Regions from separate parts of the Pungitius pungitius genome. Here region 2 is linked to region 1. A link is a contact called in public Hi-C data. All regions are on one chromosome and are shown on one strand. Each heading gives the region's core, a stretch centred on a gene start, on an enhancer-like site or on the middle of the called end of the contact. The rest is flanking DNA. Distances are from core to core; before and after follow the strand shown.

Evidence for each region. A called contact is a pair of places that touch in the nucleus more often than the background predicts.
Region 2: a contact with region 1 is called in a Hi-C map of muscle, with 2.0 times the contacts expected there. The contact joins the promoter of lars2 here to the promoter of mrpl13 in region 1. A contact is called at or near these places in 2 of 2 Hi-C or Micro-C datasets (both in muscle).

What each region holds. Positions count from the first base shown.
Region 1 is chr11:9,676,943-9,684,073 of fPunPun2.1, forward strand. It overlaps mrpl13 (mitochondrial ribosomal protein L13), which reads left to right and starts at 2,655. Exons shown (of 8, transcript XM_037452892.2): 1 at 2,655-2,800; 2 at 3,841-3,964; 3 at 4,254-4,347; 4 at 4,803-4,863; 5 at 6,984-7,070. The coding sequence starts at 2,774. dscc1 (DNA replication and sister chromatid cohesion 1) reads right to left here and starts at 2,518. Exons shown (of 10, transcript XM_037452889.2): 1 at 2,389-2,518; 2 at 2,135-2,322; 3 at 1,628-1,796; 4 at 1,359-1,493; 5 at 1,052-1,142; 6 at 721-859; 7 at 535-587; 8 at 244-398. The coding sequence starts at 2,304.
Region 2 is chr11:9,863,944-9,871,074 of fPunPun2.1, forward strand. It overlaps lars2 (leucyl-tRNA synthetase 2, mitochondrial), which reads right to left and starts at 3,113. Exons shown (of 22, transcript XM_037454624.2): 1 at 2,955-3,113; 2 at 934-1,028; 3 at 491-723. The coding sequence starts at 712.

The DNA.
Region 1 (7,131 bases), core at 1,405-3,904:
CTCGTTGGAGAGTGCTCGTCAAATTGACAAAGTAAATGCTAATTAAATCTTCAGGTAGAGAAATGCAAACTGGCATAAAACACAATAAGATGAGAAGATGACTGGGGATTTTAATTAATACTGGGCTGCTTGAAGCCATACCGCTTGTGTTACTACTTAAATAAATGCATGGACTGATGATTTTTAATTTGAATTTTAACATTTTGAGAAGGTCAGTCAATGACCATCAAGAAACAGGCTTACCTTTAGTTGGTCTAGTCTTGTGCTCATGCCCTCTGGGACGCTCTGCTGCCAGACTTCTTGAAACTCTCGCAGGTTGAACTTCACCGCGTTCTGCAGCAGGAGTAACGCCGTGCTTTGACATACTTTATCCTCATGCAGTGCATAAAAGACGTGGTCTAGAAAGAATCATACAAAGATGTTATTACAGCGTAGTATCATGTTTGGAATTACTCTGATGTATATTCTAGCAGCATTTCAGTAATGTGAACTCAAGTTCTGTCATTTGAGTCTTCAGAGATTGTTTTTATTTACCGTTTTCAGTAAAGCGCTTCCCATAACAGTCCAAACAGTGCTCAATCATCTCTCTGTGAAGAGAGGAGACGTTATGAGGCTCTGCCTCTACATCCATTATAAATGACCTTTTAATAGATTCTCAGAAAGTCACTATAACCTTGTTTGTTTTTTCCTGTTGCATGAGCATCATTGTCGTTAACTTACTTGGGCTCCAGTGGAGCCAACTCTTCCAGACTTGTTTGAAGGGGAACCTTATTGAAGGACCATGACTCAGAATCTACCAGCTGAGTAACATGACCAAGCAGCTTCATCTCGTAGTCAAAGTCCAACACGCGCCAGCAGCCTGAAAGACAGAAAGGACACTGTTAAAAAATCAGGAATCATCTGTTTTTTTAACATACATTTGAGTTACTACAGCTAAAAATAGAGAGATTGTACTTGTGAAAGAATTATTCCTGTGATGTACGGCCCAGGAGAACATGACAATTAACAATTAGTACACATGTTTTTATTCTTAAAAAATGTCATTGTTCACCATCTATCTGACAGGCATGGATGGTCTTTAAGTGAGTCTTTAGCTCTTCTTCGCTGGACTGGATCCTGTCCAACAGATCCTGCATTGAGTACTGGTAAGAGAAAAACACACACTAAAGGTTAGAATCAAATCTAAAAGAGGGGCACACACTTAACATTCAATTAAGTAAAGGTTATTTGAGTGTTGTTCTCAGCAACGTTTTAAAGCAATTAAGTTGCAATAAGCCTGATGCCTATGCACACAGACCTATATAAATGACTGATAAATGATAAATACATGATAAATGACTTCTCTGTAGACTATTTACCCTGTTTTCTGGATTTTCCTTTTGCCCCCCTAGAGCTGGTCCTTTATAAGGATTCTCCATTAAAATCTCCTTCAGTTTCTTCAGTTTAGGACGCTGTCTCTTCAGTTCCCAGTAGCTGTTACAAAATCCCCAGATCTATAACAGAATTAGGGTATTGTTAGTACACAACGGTCATTATTGCAACTAACCAATACCTACATCTGTAAACGGAAGGTTGAGTCTTGTTGCAGCATGCCAGGCAGGTACGTGTGAGTTTGTCGTTTCCATACCTGCGCGTGCACCAAATGGGAGCTTTCCTGGCTGTTGCTTAGTTGGTCTGGCGTTTTGCATCCTGGTACAAACAGCAGTAGGTTAGATGTGTCTGCTATTTTTAAATCGTAGGTCTTGTCACCGCTACAGAGCACTGCTCGCTCGTCCGTGTCCCCTCGAATCACTAAACTGGGAAGTAAAGAGAAAATGATTGTTAGTTATGCTGCATCAATCACATTTACACAATCAATTTCAATTATCTTCAACCACATTAAAGAGTTGCGACAGAAGGGGGGTACACACTAATTAGCAGACAATGTGCTCTCACCAGGTTTTAAAAGAATAAATAGTACTGCTGAAATGATTAGTTTATTAAAAAGTCAATTTACAAAAACAGATTAGACCAACCATATTCATTTTACATGATTATAAATGCAAAAATCAGGCAAAACTGAAAAACACAAACCCATTAAACAATACCCTTATTGTCGTAGGCCTATTCTTTCACATTATTTTAAAAACGTTACCTTTGCCCGGCTTCAATGTGTTTGCACAGGGTGTCATCCAGTTCCATGAGGCAGTAGTCTGCAGATGAAACGTTTTCCCCAAAAGACAGGCAGTGAATTGTTTTCTGTAGATCTTCTTCTTTCAGTTTGGCGATCTGCAGAGTGGCCTGCACCTCCTCTAGTATTCTCATTTTGGGTGAGGCGGCAGGCTGCATCGACGACGTTTTAATGAACAAACCCCCTTTTGAATGCCAAAATGTACGTTCATAAAATACCTTTATGTTACTTTGGTGGAATAGCGACTGTCAAATTTCCCCGCTCTCTTTCTTTCCGGTGGGAAGGAAGTTTGGTGACGACGTTGAGGTGCGACGTCAAAGTAGCACCGGGAAGAAACGGTGGTTCGAAAGAAATAAAATAAATGCCCAAACAATTACCGTAAAGCAATTATTTCAAGGTGTTTGTGAGCCTCATGCGTGAATGGCTTGTGTGTACCTATGAATTAGTAGTACTTCTCGCTACAGAAGCTAAATATGGAATGACCATTAGCATAGGAACACTAATGTCTCAACTATTGTTTCAACCGAGATAAAGTAATGAACGGACCGCCTCTCATGAGCTGGGGTCATATGATTTCGATGATGTGCTGGTAGTTTCATAGAAATGTCAAGTTTCTCCAGATCTGCCCAGGTAATCGTACAGATTACATATTCAGATTCATATGTGTGTTTGTATGTTGTGAAGGCATACATATAAAGCTAGCTGGCTTACGTTTGCTAACAACCAACATGCAAGTATGTGAATATTGTAACGGCTAACGTTAGCTACTAACGTTAATTCACCTGTGAATTGTGTGAATTGTCACGTTTGTATAACCCAACGCAGTTATTTTGCAAGAAGTGCAATAACCAAATGTTTTGTCAGCTTCGGTAAACGTTCATTTAGCAACGTTAGCTCTAAAATGACCTTAACATGCTTACGTTAAATTACTTTAAAGGCGCAATGGGGCTGTTTGATCCTACTATCCATTCAGGACGAACATCACAGTGATGCCATGTTGCATATGAAGTTAGTTCGTGCATCAATGATGAAAAAATAGTTAAAACGGATCTATGGGCTTCAGGTGCTTTATATTTTTTAGGGAAGGGGAGAATATTTGCACTGAGTAGGTGGATTAGGTTAGAAAACGTTATTTATCCTCAATGGGAAAACTCATTTGCCACCAAAAAAACTGTACAGACCCATAAAAATGGACAGAGCACAATAGACAAGGAACACGTGACATGAAATAAACAAGACCAAAGAGGCTTATAGAACATGATCAACATGTTCAGCATCTTTCTGATGGTTATGATGTGGCTGAAGCAGAACATCAAACTTCGAGCTTTATCATAAACAATGTTCCAATGTCTAAAATACCTCTTGAGTAGGGATGACTGAGGACAAACCGGTGTATCCTCTGTGGAAGTCTTTTTTTTTTTTACCTGCAAGAAATTTAAAAAGTGTGACGCGCTCTTCTAACATAACTTAATATATATCTTTTTTCTCTTTGAATGTAGGGTCAAACCAATTGAACTCCTATACGAGACATGATTTGGAAACAGTTGCTGGCAAAATATATGTATATCTATGTCTGAGCTGAAGCTTTGTTGTTTTGTCTCGCACCAACAAACATGTGCTGGTCCCATGCACGTTCATTCAACAGATTCTTTGTTTCATTTGTCTTTCAGCAATGGGCGACCTTCGCTCGTTCCTGGTTCCTGATCGATGCCAGACAGCAGCCCCCCGGGAAGATCGCGACCATGTGTTCTGTTAGATTGCAGGGGAAACACAAGCCTATCTACCATGCACTAAGTAAGTGGAAGCACACACACTACATAAAGTAGTATTTAGCTGTCGGACATAGGCGTAACCTTTACGCTATGCATAGAATACTGTTCTTTCAATAAAGAATCCAATCACCCTTTGTTTGAGCTTGTTGTGGAATAGAATGGCCACATGGTGTCAGTAGAGTGTAAGCTTGATGAATATTTAGCTTCCCTTTAACAGCTATGCCTGTCCCTGTGTTGAATTAAAAGTATTAATTTTTATACTTTTACTCATACTATCCGTAGAATGAGATGTTTTCTGAACTTTTTCCCAGGTGACTGTGGTGACCATGTAGTAGTTATAAACACCAAACACATAGCTTTCTCTGGAAACAAATGGGAGCAGAAAGTCTACTCATCACACACAGGGTAGGTGCAGACTTTTATGTGAACACATTATACTTCACTTGGCCCATCCATTTTTCTTGTGTTTCCACTGAGTGCCACTCAGAAAGAAAATGGAGTTCCTCTGCATAGTTTTTTTATGCATTAGGGTTGGTTAGTATTTCTCGAAGCTTTTTGATGCTCGAATTTACCATGACTGCTAAAAAGCATTAAAAATGTACTATTGTCTTCTACAAGTGGCCAATTAGATTTTTTTGTTGTAAAGAGAAAAACATTTTGAAGAGGTGCACATTTAAAAACCGATTCATATTCAATTTATTTATAAAAAACAAAAATTAGAACATATTATTCATGGTATATGTATATGAATGGTATATGTTTACCATTTTTATTCATCAAGTGCTACAGCTCAATGGCCTCCTTGAATCTCATACAAGTTGGTAGAGACAAGGACTGACAGGTTTTTCTTTTCTTTACAGCTATCCAGGTGGGTTCAAACAGGTCACAGCTGCACAGCTGCACCAAAAAGATCCAAAATCTGTAAGTGTCATCAATCAATATTCTCAACTTTATTCGTATATTTATTTATATACCACTGCCACATTCGGTGCACCATGGGTTACTCATATTCTCTTTGTATGATTTAGCCCACATTCCTTGAGATTATTCTCATTTCTTTGTCTGCCACATGCTGTGTAGAGGAGGTGTTTTGTGTTTAGACATTATCACTCGGTACATGCAGCTCATGCATATTAATGTGAAGTGCAGCAAACAGGGATACACAGTGAATTTACACTGGTGGTGATTGGTGCATTCCCAAACAATATATAGAAGAATGTCAGTTCAAGGACAACTGCTGGTTATGTTGCATTTCGAAAGCAAAGTGTCTTTGTTACGAGAGAGAGAGAGAGAGAAACAGCCAGGATCTATCCATCTTCAAGCCGCTTATCCTGCACTCAGGGTCGCGGGGGGGCTGGAGTCCATCCCAGCCAACTTTGGGCGAGAGACGGGGTACACCCTGGATTGGTCGCCAGCCAATCACAGGGCAACACATAGACAAACAACCTTTCACACTCACATCCAGACACCTACGGGCAATTTAGAGTTCCCAATCAACCTAATCCCCAGAGCATGGCTTTGGACTGTGGGAGGGAGCCGGAGTACCTGGAGAGAACCCACACAGACACGGGGAGAACATGCAGACACAGGGTGAACATGCAGACTCCACACAGAAAGGCCACTGGGTGGAGTTGACAGGCGACAGTGCTAATCACCACACCACTATGCCGCCCTGCCTAAAGGATAGATGTGGTTAATTTGTGTACGGTATTTGTAATTTTAACAAATGACATGATCACCTAAAGAGTATAACGCCAAAGAGCTCTACTAAATCTATGACTTGGTTATCTGTCATCTGTTCCTTTGTTACAATGATAATGGGAACTGTAGTTTACTTTAAGTTGATTCAGTGGCCTCTAGTTCCCAATGGCTTTTTCCATTTGATTTTCGTTTATTAAAATAAAACAGGTAGCAGAACCAATCATACAATGATTGACTTTTTTGTAGAGCATGTCGAAGAGCACCTGTGTGCCAACTTTCAAGTTGATCGGACACCGGGGGCGGAAACTGGCATAGTGCGGTCTTTAAAATTTCTAGAGACATTTCTTCATACCCAAAAATTATCCAACAGTCCAGATATCCATGCCAAATGTATCAACTTTTTGAATATGATAAAGGCCCCAAAAAGGCCCGCGGTTTGTGAGAATAATAATAACTCCAGGTGCCGGCGGCCATGTGTCGGGTCCTTCGGGGGCCGGCCGGAACAGTGACCGGGCTTCGGGCTCTCGGGGAGGGGGGGGTTGGCCGGAGCGGCGGCAGCCAGTCGGGAGTCGTTGGTGGCTGCGGCCCAGCGCGGAAGTCCATGCACAGGGGAAGACACGACAAGGCAGAAAGTGAAGTTACCCAGGAACACAAGAGACATGAAACTACAAAATAAAACAGGTAGCAGAACCAATCATACAATGATTGACTTTTTTGTAGAGCATGTCGAAGAGCACCTGTGTGCCAACTTTCAAGTTGATCGGACCAGGCAGGACCAGAACCAAACCGTGACATTGGCAGCATAATAACATTTTCATTATACTGACACTCAATTTTCAACAGGATACATTTCCAAAATGAACATCACTCTAGAAAGCATGAGTGCAACCAGCATCAGTAACGTCTAACGCAAAGCTATAAACAAACCGCTCACATGAGCGTGATTATACACGTGACGTGAATAATAAAGTTTCTAATCTGTAGTAAAACCAGAAGGGACATTTGAGTCCTGCCAGTAACCACAGACGTGTGTTCTGATAGTGGGTTAGTTAACATGAAGATCAGAGGATTGGTGAGGGAGGAACAGAATTGGACTGATCAATGATTTGGCAGCGCAGCCTCAGTCCATCATCTCGCTCCAACCTTTCTGTCCAATATCTCAGTCTTGTAACTCTCTCCAAATCAAATTTACATTTGTGCGACCAGCCTCGTAATGAGAAACACCGTAAAACAAATATTAGAAAACATGTGAAAAAGTATGTGATGGTTGCTATTGGCACGTCTATTTGTATTGTGTCAGAAGTGAGTGAAAGGTCTTCCAATGTGCTTCTTCTCACCAGATTGTAAAGTTAGCGGTTTACGGCATGCTGCCAAGGAATCTCGCACGTCGCACGATGATGCAGCGGTTACACATCTTTCCCGATGACGTAAGTCCAGTTTTGTGCCTCTATGTGCTATTTTGCTCTTTGTGGAAAAAAAGAAAATGAT
Region 2 (7,131 bases), core at 1,863-4,362, 190 kb after region 1:
GTTTCCTCTTGAAGGAAAAGGCTGAAGGTGTTTCCAGTCAAGTAATCCCGAGCGCATTCATTTCACTCGCTCAACAGCGTCGGCGGCCGCTTGTGCCGAACCAGTGATGATGAATATGATTAAATCTTGACTAATATTTTCCAGGATTTTTTTGATGTATGAAAAATGAGCAGTTGATGAAGCTTTGAAAATACAAAACCTTTAAATAATTATCAACTGGACGTCATGATTTCAATTCAAGTTTTTTTTTAGAAAATGACATGAACTGGGAGGGGGCTTGATGAAACAAGATTATTCAGGTTTTTATCAGAGAATTCCTCCAGTTAAGAGATTACGAATCATCCAGGTTTCTGAAGCCACTACATGATGTCTAAACACACAGACCCACAACACATAACTAGTGTATCAGACCATGACTGTCATCCATTTGGCATCTTACTTCTGTCACCAGACTAAAGACTGCAGGAAACAAAAGCAAAGGCCCACTGACCTCCTCCAGCGCGTCGTTCCGGCACTGTGCCATAATTCGTGGTTGCCACCATTCTTCCAGTCTGAGTCGGGTGTCCGTTTTATAAGCAGTCTCCCACACTCCCGTCTCACTGAACAGGTTCCGGGTTCTGTGGGACCAGAGGCAGACTACTGGGCGCATGAGGTGGCCGAACCGGGAAACAGCCAGCGGGCCCAGAGCCAGCCTTCTCACTGACACCTGCATGGCTCCGACACCTACAATGCAGAACCAATGGGGAATTCATTTAAAATCATCACATATCTAAAACACTTAGTCTATTAGCAAAAAATGAATCAACAATAATTACAATTATACGGTTAATTAGATGTTGGACAGATTTTTTTTTAAATAGACTTCTTGACATATAATTAATAATGTGCTTGTTTGCATCTAACATCTGGGCCCCTGTGATTCACCACTATCACCATAATCATGTCCTGAAGAAGACGACACTCCACATCAAGTCAGCAGCGTTAATGCGCGCTGACCTCACGGGACTCAGCAGCTTGCGTGAATCCACCTGAGAGCAGAGTGACCAAAAGCTTCTCTCACAGTCTGTTCTTTGCATCACGTCACTCACACTACAGCATGACCCTGAGAGGTTTATTCAGCGTGATGCGATTATGCTCGGCTCTGGATAGGTTGTCCATATTACACTGCCTACCAGCCCAGATGTGAGGTTGACATTTTCAATCTACTGATTATTCACTCATCTCTCTGCTTCAAATTCGCATGTTTAGATACTTTTTGCATTTCAGGATATGAAAGGCTTCGACAGCCTCAGGAAATCACCTGCATGGAAGTTGCTGCTTCCACAGCATGTTTGTGTCTACCCTGCTATGACAGCGAAGTTCAAATCAGCACAGCAACACACAAAATTAGCAACAGTCAACTGCATGTTAGAATGAAAATATTTGACCTAAATGTGTTTCCAAGGTAACAAGTCAACTGCTGTAAACCTGACCAGTCAAGAGAATATGTTCCCAGCAGTGATGCATCTGAATCTCAGACAGCTCCATAGATGTTAGATAAGTGATTGTCTGTACGCTGTGGTTCCAGAGGTAAAGATGGAATAAAGGTAAATAAAAAGGAGGATTGTTTGTTCATCTAAGTCAGCTCTTTAATTCACTTAGCTTGAAACTGAAGTTCTCCACATTATTTAACAAGAATCAGACAAGGATTTACTGACCATGATGGACAGAGCTTTAGCAGGATAACTTTTTATTATTCTGGTGGACTGAGCACCCTCCTCTCCGCCACCATCTGGCTTGGGCTAATGTGTTTTTCACTAAATTCTCTGGAGTATAACCAGAGCATTGCAGCAGCAAACGCTCCTCCCTCAGGCTGAAGCTGAGCACTCAAGGTTGTGTGCATCTCTAAAAGGTGCAAGTGAGGGGGCTAAGCCGAGAAAAACAGTGAAAATGTTTCTATGGTGACTTAGCTCATCCTTTCGTGTTTCTCCCGTAAAGACGTTAGTTCACTATAATAGAGGACGTCTTTCTCTGAACATCTATATTATCTTATTCCAATTATGGTGTCACGCTTCAGCTTTTTGGGGCACCAACTGAAATGTGGTTTGGCTTGTAAAAGTTGTGGAAGAAGCTCAGGTATTATATTTGTGCCTGCAGTTGGGTGATCATAAAGTCCTGTGCAAAAATGGCAATTTTACAGATTGATCTCGAAAAATGTGAAAATACCTAATTCTTCCGAATTAAACCTAATTCTTCAAAAGTATTTGCTGGTATAGTCTGTTTTTTTGAAGTGTAATTTATATAAACTGATATAGACACAAATTCTGGACAATTTAACGACCACGTGGAAATAAAAAAGCAATTAACTGATTAACGGATTAAAATAATTCATAGTTGCACCACTTTAATAAATAACACCTTAAATGACCAATAATCTTAACTGAATAAATGAATACAAAAATATTTAGTAAAAAATATAATGTCTTCTATTACACTTCTATTACAATCAATGTTTACCTCTGAATCACGATTATGAATAGTGAAATGTTGTTGCCTACTTCTGCAGACTGGTCAGTCCCATCTAAAAGGAGTTGTCGGGTATTTTAACTACTCTTATTGTTTCACATCGGATAGTACACACATGTTGACAAACACACGTGATTAACCTTGAATCCAGTCTGTCCCCATTGGTCAGCATGGCTGGGGTCCTCAGCGCGCTCTGTGTATACACAGAGGGACCATGTCTGGGAAACTACGATGGGCTAGCATGACATTATAAAGCTGCATGCTAGTTGTCCACAGCAGAGCAGCTGGTTCCCAGTTGGTTAAAAATACAAGTTATACTTGTAGCGTTGCCATGGGGTTAAATGTAAATGACTTTTTTCCTGGTTGACTGCTTATTCTGTCTGCTGGTCGGATCACGATGGAAGATTTAACGTTACATTTACAAGAAACGCCTTTTTGAAATTGCCTACCGTTGTGTTTCCTGGTTTATTTAAGTGTTATGGTCGAAGGGACATTAATCCAACAGTCGATGATATGAAAGTCAAATATGAAATGCCGTCTAATCGAGCCGTTTCTTTGGATCACGTCTTCGCCATAGGCGTCGCCATCTTGGATTTGAATCAACTTTATCAACACTGCGCACGTCGACAAGGACAAACCATGATCACGATGCATTTATTTTCCAAGAGACGTTTTATGAGGACCAACAACACATTTCTGTGCACTTTATCATTTTCAAACGTCTGTGTGGATAAATGTCTGTTTACCAGAGCTTCATTAATGTTTTCAGTGAGGAGGAACACGGAGGGGCGGTGTCTCATCATAGAGCGCTCCCTGTGGCTCTCACCTTCGATCTGACTAGAAGCGATGAAGGAAGGAGTCAGAGCCGATGAGGGGAGAGAAAAAGAGGGGTGGGGGGTCATTAGCAGGAGATAGAGCTCCTCAGTTCCTGACGTCAGAGAGTTAAACCCGGGGCTCTGTTCTGGTCGACCGTCGTATATCAGAGCTAAGTGGGCGCCTTTGTTCAATGCACAACAGGATGTGGCTGAAGAGGAGGAACTAGAGAGGGAAATGGGTTTTTGACACAGTTTAGACACTAACACTCTACATACAGCTGAATATATGTCTGCAGATGCAGAGGAAGGCTGGTTCTCTCTTGCATCATCACAGTAACAGAGTTCGTCCCTCTGTTGATACAAGGAATACTAAATTATTTATTATATTTTCAAATCTGAAATTCCCTGGACACATTTGATTTGAAATTCCCTGGACACATATGGAGGATATGCTCCTCCGGATCATTTTCTTTTTGGTGCTCCATTCTGTTAATATCAAATACCTTTTACGAAGTAAGGAGAAATAAAGCCTGGTCATTATAATGGAAGAAATTGAGGAGAAAAGAAAGTTAGCGTAAAAGTTACTTTTTCTAGACAGCCTTTGGTGAAATGCTTTCATTTGTTGAATCTAATATAACTAAACTAGACCAGCTCTAATGTGAGATTTAATACTAGACTCATTTAATAGCACTAGATAGCAATAGACACATTTTTCAGCTTACACACAAATTACAAATACTGATTGGACCGATGGTCAAAGGCTGAGTCAATAAGAACCGGTAACCATTTGATTCCAGCCAGAGACTATTGTTGCGTATCTGTCTCTCTGGGAACTTTTCTGTGAGTATATCTTCACTGACACTGCAATATTGTTATATTTATTATATAGTAGTAAGATAAACTATCCCTAAGTAATCTCTTTATCAAATAAGTCTGCACTGCGTGAAATCCGTCTCCTCCAGGACAATATTGTGTTCAAAATGATGATCCTCTTTAGCTTGATGTATAAGGACAAATGATATAACGGCAGCAGATGGAGGCCCGATGTCCTTTGGGATCGTCTGAGTGAGCAAAGCCAATTTATTGCTGGAAATCTGTGGGGAAAAAGAACTCACTGAAATAAAAAGTGGAATCGGTTCTGTGAAAGTCTCATCGTCTCTATAGTTGCCAACTTTGTCTCATTTTTCCATTCCTTTCTTATTTCATGATAATCAACAGTAAAAAAATTTAATTATTGGATGGAAACGTCGTTCCAGCTTTTATTTTTGCATTTAAGATGTGCATTTCTGGACTGCTCATTGCAGCTCAGGTACAAGCAACCGTTGTTGTTTTTCAAACAAATCACTCTTGAAAGCAACCCCAATCATCCTCCTTCTCCACCCACCCCCCCCCCACCCCCACCCCACCCCTCAGCCACGACAAACCGCCCAAGGTAATCGCCCCTTCTCTCCTTGCGTTGGCATAAGATTGCATTTCGCCAGCAGAGGACCAGATGACAAACGGCCACGGAGAGTGGCCGGAGCAGCAATGCGTTAGGTTGAAAGCTGATGAAGGGAGAGGGGTGGGAGGCCCAACTTGTCTTCACCCGTCCACGATGACCTTTCATGGACGAGTGTGTGATTCACAATCCCCAATAGCTTCGAGGAGAAGTAGGCCGTTGGTGCCACTGAAAACTAATCTCACACCATCTCAGCTCCCGGAGAACGACGAGCTGATGGGTCTGGGCTCGCCTCTGACCGTGGTTCCGGGGGAGACGGATAAGTGTGATCTTATCTCCAGGCCCCTTGTGTCCTCCACTTATCTGTTCTCACGGAGGACAAAAGCCCGAGAGAGAAACATGGAAGTACAGAGGAGAAGAGGAGGTTTGGATCTGGAATAAGATCTTAAATAATCACTTGAGAAGTGCCTGGCAGGCAGCATCACTCTCCATCCTGGTCTTTCTTGCTCTTATTCTCCTGCAGTGCTGCACACTTTTCACTCACTGGAGATGGGAAATGCAGATTCTGCAGCAGACGAGATGAGAAACATTTGTTCCGTCCTCCTCTCTGACTCCCTATCCACTCGGTCTGAATTCAGAGCAGGTCCTCGCCAATTAATGTAGCTAATTAGTGTACAACTCCTCGGATCCCGCTCCACTCTCGATGCACTCCTACTGGCTGTAATTAAGGCTGACAATCTTCCAACACACAAATACACTGGTTTCTAAATGAAATTCCAGACGTATAGCCTTCACCTAAATGTTAACAGCACGCTATAACTTTACAGTCTAGCAGAATCTGGGATATATTTCATAATATGAAGGCAAAAAAAGTATACAATTGTGTTATAGCAGTGCTTTAAAGAGTCCATTGGATTGTTTTCAACTTGTGTCAGACAACGTTTGTACATTTGGGACAATTTTGTACTGTCAATTTTATACATTTTACTTAAGTTCATAAAAATAATCCACAATGAGAAAAAAAACCTTTTTAATACAAAGGAACGGATATTTATTATTATCAAGTAGTTATTTAAACCTAAACTTAAAAAGGTGCTACAACATTTTTGCATTGCAATTTCATAAAGCTTATAAAAATAAGACATCAACATCGGAGCAGCTGAGGCCAATCACAGAGAAATTTACTCCGGTGTGGGTAGAGCTCCTAAAATGGTCTCTCCTACAATTGGCATAAATAACTTTTTTACCCCCTTGTAACCTGGTAATTGCCCACATATTTCAAATTGCATACAATCTCCATATTACCTGGGCTTTTCCTTAAAAATGATAATGACAAAACTCCTTTCAGCAGAGAAGTTGTTCAGTTGATTTGCTGGAGTTGATGAAGCCTTTTCTCTTTTTGGATGTTCTGCATCAAGGCCTGAAAGTAATATCATGTACTTCAGTGCTGTCCTGACTCCGCTGTTTGTCTCCATCTCCCATCTCTTTGCGGACTGAGCGGGTCACTTGTGTTGTTTCTTCAGAGGAGATATTAGGGCGATAAACTCTCTCTGCTGCAGCTGTGTGATTGATGCTCTCACAGATGTAAGACACACAACATCCTATATGTGTGACTCCACTATTAGCGACACTGACACCAAACAACGACGACAGAAATTAGCTTTGTGATTGTTATCGACAAAACAGAATGTGTCCATGACACCCCACTGTTGCCGTGGTGATGAGTCCTGGCAGTGATTGCGAGAGTATGACAGGCCGATCGGAGACTCGAAGGATTCATCGGGCTCGGGATGTGAAATAAGACGGGTTTGAACATAGCGTCTATGAGGATATTCAGTCCTAAACTTCTTAGTGAAGCCAGTTGTCCGCATGAGCCAGTGAGTCGGGCAAATGGTGTCTGATCCAATGGTGTCAGCCAGCCACCACAGAGGAGTCCTCCTCTTGGTTTCCTGAATAAAGAGTCACATTTTAAGAAAATGAATCTTTCATACATCCTCCTTCGGCACAAGAGACTTTCATCTTAGTCTCATTTGCATTTTTGTCACTAAGCAATTTACATTTTTATAGCATAAGTAATGAACACAAAAGTAATTTACATTTTCTTGCTCCATTCGCGAGTACGTTGTCTAGACTTAGAGCATATCTAATGGGGAGGGACTAGCATTTGGAAGTGCGCGGGAGTGTTTGCGAAGCAGCAGAGAGATGTATGAATGTGCAGAAAGACATACAAACAATTACATGATTGTTTTAAAGAAAAAAATGTTGAGTAGAATTCATTTTCATAAGCAATCAGAAACGAGTGGATGAAGGCTTTCAGGTGCAAATCGACACCAAAGCACCTTTCACTTCTGATGGTCCTCACATCAAATACAC